Linked DNA regions of Gossypium hirsutum: region 1 is linked to region 2. A link is a contact called in public Hi-C data. All regions are on one chromosome and are shown on one strand. Each heading gives the region's core, a stretch centred on a gene start, on an enhancer-like site or on the middle of the called end of the contact. The rest is flanking DNA. Distances are from core to core; before and after follow the strand shown. Region 1 holds the start of LOC107901426 (aldehyde dehydrogenase family 3 member H1). Region 2 holds the start of LOC107901422 (F-box protein 7).

What was found. Hi-C and Micro-C count contacts between places; a contact is called where the count stands out from the background.
Region 1: a contact with region 2 is called in a Hi-C map of leaf, with 3 times the contacts expected there. The contact joins the promoter of LOC107901426 here to the promoter of LOC107901422 in region 2. A contact is called at or near these places in 3 of 34 Hi-C or Micro-C datasets (all in leaf).

What each region holds. Positions count from the first base shown.
Region 1 is chrD06:6,783,748-6,786,528 of Gossypium_hirsutum_v2.1, reverse strand. It overlaps LOC107901426 (aldehyde dehydrogenase family 3 member H1), which reads right to left and starts at 1,433. Exons shown (of 10, transcript XM_016827433.2): 1 at 949-1,433. The coding sequence starts at 1,173.
Region 2 is chrD06:6,652,272-6,655,025 of Gossypium_hirsutum_v2.1, reverse strand. It overlaps LOC107901422 (F-box protein 7), which reads left to right and starts at 1,264. Exons shown (of 11, transcript XM_016827428.2): 1 at 1,264-1,529; 2 at 1,775-1,852; 3 at 2,000-2,112; 4 at 2,447-2,563; 5 at 2,644-2,740. The coding sequence starts at 1,520.

The sequences.
Region 1 (2,781 bases), core at 184-2,683, 130 kb before region 2:
CTCCACTAGTTAAGGCTGAACTCAGCAATTATCCAACCCAAGCCAGAAAGTAATAATTCTAAAGAATCGTCGAAGTGGAACTTTCAACTTTCTGTAGGGAAAAAAAGGCTGAAAAAAAAAAGAAAACACCAAAAACGGATAGATTTTCTGGTTAAAGTTACATCCTGTCGGTACATATCCTGACAATGTCTGCTAGTTGGATTAGCAATAAATCTTGGAGAACTTGAGTTCTACCCGTTTAGAACTATCGAGTATTTAATGGCTAGCAATTATTTTCTAAAGCCTGAAAATGACCAACCATTTCCGTGAGAGAAAAGCCAACTGTTTGCATGTCATAAATGCTACTTCTTTCCACCAAGATTTCAAGTGTGTCACGCATTTTTGAACTTCTAAAAACATTGCACACCAAAAATAAAAAACTTTAATTCCCAAAATTTCCCAATTGCGTGATTCATGAATTTCAGGATACCCACTTGAAAGTTAACGTGAAACAAGTTTTCACAAGAATTTATAATTAACACAAAGGATATCTATTTGTATGGGAAAAGAACAAACAGAGCCAATCAGCTTTAAACAATTGAAGCAAAAACCGCTTTAGAGACAAAAAAAGTAGTTGAAGTTCTTTATTAGGAACCAAATATGAACCATCAAATCTTTTATTCTAATTTCTGGAGACAAGTCGACTATCAATTAAAGTTTTTACTTGAACTTTAATTTAAAAAAACTCATAGTTGATTGGGCATCAAGTATCAGAAATAGCTGACTTTCAGCCGCCCCTTGACTCTGTACTAATACTATGATCCATAGCTCATGATATAACTCCACCGCCTTCTCATCAATTTTAAAATTTAATCAAATAAAAAACAATTCTAATCTAAAATCAATTTTTTAAAAAAAAAATTATTGAAATAAATACTACAAATTAAAATGAAAAAAAAGTTATTTGACCTCGTAGATGGAGGATTCGAGTTCCGGCTTGGAAAGATCGTCGCGAAGAGCGGCGACAATTTGCGGCTCGTTCTCGTCCATCAGTTTCAACATGGCTTTCAACTGAGTCCTTCTCCATTCGTAGTCTTTAGTCTTTCCCGCTACGAAGCTAGCTCTCAACTCCTGAACCACTTCCTTCGCGGAATCTATATCGAAAACCGCCTTCTTCTCCACTTCGCTAGCCATTATTATCCAAAAATAACGCTCAGAGAAAACAATAACAAAACCGATACTAGATTCAAACTTTGAACTTGATGCTTATAGAAGAGGCGAGCAAAATAAAATTGACAATACTGATTGGCTTTCTTTTATTGAGATTTTCTTAAAGAATACGCAGGTGTCACGTTAAATGTAACGATACAGCCGCATCCATATATATATTTATCTATGGCGTTCCTTCGTCATTCGTCAACCCATTACCGAGAGTTATTTCACACGCGTAGAAATGAGCGCGTGCCTGATGGGCTCTCCCTTAATTTTATTCCGGCTGTCTTGGACAAATAAAAAATTGACTTTTGGGTAATTTAAATTTACATAAATAAAGTGTGGTGGTGGCTGTTTTTGTCAAATTTGGGGGTATCCGCTAAAATCAAAATTCTACTGAAAGAAAACGAATTTGGCTGTTTTTTCACGTTTCTTCTCTATCTATACCGATGTGATGACTTTTATTCTTGTGAAGTGAAATTTCTTTATATTATAGGTATAACTTATTTGGTAAGTTATTTAAATTTTTTATATTATTTATCGAATCATCTTAAAATTTTAAAATTTATTAATTTACCTAATAACTTATTTGGTAAACTATTTATATTTTTATATTTTTTTAATTAATATTATTTATCGAATCATTTTTAAAAAAATAAATTTTATTAATTTTGTTGATGTGGTAATTCACACATTAGTAATTAGTTAATTTTTTAATTAAAAATATTTTTTTATAATTTTAATTTTTTATATATTTTAAATTTTAAAAAATTAATTAATTGTTTATATAACATTCATATGGACGTCACCTTAGCAAATTTAACAGACATTAATTTCTCTATCTCTTTGTTTGATTTGATAAACAACACAAATTTAAGGGCTAAAAGAGCAAAAAAAATGGAAAGATAAAATGACTCTTTTTTATTTTTTGTAAAGTTTGAGAGACAAAATGAATTAAGCTGATTTACAAGTAAAACAAACACCAATTTATTTAGGTAATGGTTAAAATATTATTATTTTACAAAATAAATTATATTATTTTGAGATTAATACCATATTTGGTACTTATATTTTTATAAAATATCTGATATGTTACTTATACTTTGAAAACATCTAATGTTGTACCTGAACTATCAATATGTATTTTATTATAGTACATGTACTTTTATAAAATGTTTGATGTGGTATATGCTTTGAAAATGTCTACTGTGGTACGTAAATTATTAATGTGTTTTTTATTATTATGATACATGTACTTTTATTAAATGTCCATGTAGTATTTGTACTTTGAAAATGTTCAATGTGGTACTTAAACTATCAATATGTGTTTTATCATGGTAAGTGTTAACATCGACAATGAATTACTAAATCAAACAACAACAAAATTCGGCACGTAGAAATTTTTTTTTTTCAAATCATCAAGTAACATTATCTTAAAAAACTAAAAAAATAAATTAATTAAATTAAAAACAAATAACTAAATATATTATTAATAATAAAAAGAAGTAAATACTAAATTTACATAAAAGTATATTAAAAAATTGATAAAAAATATTTAAAAAGACATTTGTAAACATTGTCTGAAAATAT
Region 2 (2,754 bases), core at 15-2,514:
AATTATGATATAATAAATACATAAATTATTCTCTAAATTACAACACTATAATAAATCGTTTAAAAATAATATAAAATTACCAACAAGTAATTTGGTGCAATAGTAACACACATTACACTTTTAAGGAAAAAAGATATGTTCGAATATTAAAAATACCATTATTAAGAGGAGCAGCCACAAATTCTGAATCTTGAAGGCACCAACTAGTGATTGGGTGAAATAGTAAACACGTTACATTCTCAAGAAGAAAATGTGGATTCAAATATTGGAGATAACATTATTAAGAAAGACAACCATAAACCCCGAAAATAAATCATAAAATGAACATACATATAATATAAAAAAAATGAAATTAACACATATATGAACAAATTGAAATTTATAACACAAACATGGGATTGATGAAAAAAGAATATAAAAATAATAATATTGGCTGGTTAGGCTCGGATTTAGCATTTTTAATCTAGGCTGGGCTTGGGCATGATTTTAGGTCAATTTTTGGGTCAAGTTCGGGTTTAGAAAACGACCCTAAAATTTTGCATCGACTTAGCCCATGTGCAAGTCTAGTCATAACCATCTCAGACACTCATACATGTTCATGTTTATAGTATAAATTTTATAACTTGTATAAAAATAATTTTTAAAATTTGATTTGACTTATGTAATTACTCCAAATCTCACCCTCTTCCTAAGAATTGAAAAGTGTAATTGGGGGTACTCCAATTACACCCAATTCGATAAGACCCGCCCGTTACAATGCTTACCCAAACATGCCATCATTGTGTAATTACAAGCAATCACACCCAAACTAATTATTAGGTGGCTTTCCAAATATTATCTAAGTAAAATTTTGCTATTTCTAAAATCCGATACGCCAAACATATATGTTAAGATTGAAATTTCAAATTTTAAAATGTATAGAGACTTGGAATGATCCAACTGGAGAAAATGGAATAAATCTACAACTTTATAAATAGTATAGGACTATTAATTGAAATCAATCAAATAGATTTAACTACTACTATTTGAGTTAAGACTAAAATTTCATATTTTAAAAAATACAGGACTAAAATCAATCGATTTGAAAAATATAAAAACTAAGATTAATTAAATAAAAATATAAAAATTAAATTTACCACTTTCACATGATACAATACCCAATCCAATATTTCAAACATCTTCCACTCACTTCGCCAGCAATACTTCATAACTTGGGTAGTGTGGAAATTTAAAGGGCCTAACATCTTAAAGGTAGGTTGCAGTGGTCTGTTAGAGTAGACTGGGCTGACTCAGTCGACCCGTTGATAACCTTTGTTTATGTTTTGGGTTATACTGAGTCGGTGTCTTCTAGTTTATTCTGATTGGGCCCTTCATTTAATCTCTCAGCATTTTTCCATCACTTATTTTTTATTTCCTTCTAATTTTGAAATATCGGGGTTTGGTAAATTTAAAAAGAGGAGAGAAGATTTCCTTCAATTTTCCTTTGAGGTTCATAAAATTCATAGTTGATTCGATTCCCATGAATCCAGGTATTTATATTTCCATTATTGAATTCATTCATTTCTAAATTCCAATCCACCATTTTCTTTGCTCCCGGTGATTATTTTTATTCGAATTGTGTAGTTACAGAATGAAGAAGAATGATTTAAACTTCAATCTTTGTTATTGGTTTTGTTTCATCTCATCGCTTTCTTCCCCTTTTTTTCTTATTCTTTTAATTACATTATTATTAGTTAATTAATTGCCTTAATTTTTGCGGATTTTGCCTTAACAGTTCCCTCTGAAGTAGAATTAGAATCAGCTTTGCGCTTGAAGACCGTACAGTACTTTGTGACGCAGAGGCCTTGGCTTGGTATTTTTTATTATTTATTTTCATATATTTTCCATAATGATTTTATTCATTTTTTTTTTCGTTTGAAAGCCATTAGCTTAAGTTTTTTTTTTTTTTGTATAAAACACTTGTAAATTATTAATGTTACTTTTTCTTTTCAAATTTCAGATCTTTATGGAAAACATGTTAGACCAGTTGCCCCTTTTGGAAGCGCCAGCAGAAGATCATATGTTGATCCTGCACTTATCCATCGTAGCTTGCCCGATGAGCTGCTTTTCGAAGTATTTCAATGCATTAGTTCTTTTTGACAAAATTTTTATTAGCTTACTTTGGTTTTCTCTATCTGCTTCTAATTGTTTATTATTCATCTAGAAATGCTAGGTTTTGAGCTGAAAATGTGATTTTGAATCTATTGATTGTGATTTCGTTGATAAACGGACATCTTGAAGTTTATTTTATTGCGTAAGAGCTGAAAATTCTAATTTCAATGGCAAAATATCAAATTTTCCTACTTATGAACTGGTAGAATTCCTTGTCTTTAAAACATAGAGCAATTTAAAAGAAGAAACAATTTTTTCCCCTTAATTAGAGAGTAATGATGAAATAAATGTACAGGTCTTTGTACGAATGGCTCCATATGATTTAGGAAGGGCATCATGTGTTTGTCGAAAATGGAGGTACACAATCCGTAACCCTGTGTTTTGGCGTACAGCCTGCTTAAAGGCTTGGCAGGTAAATTTGCTTTCCATATGGAAGCTTTTATTAGTTTGCATGAATTATTGATGCTTAAAACTAGTGCCTCTTTTCTTCAGCTTTCTGGCCTGGTGGAGAATTATAAGATCTTGCAATCAAAATATGAAGGTTCATGGAGGAAAATGTGGCTTTTAAGACCTCGGGTACGAACTGATGGTAAGTTGTACTTT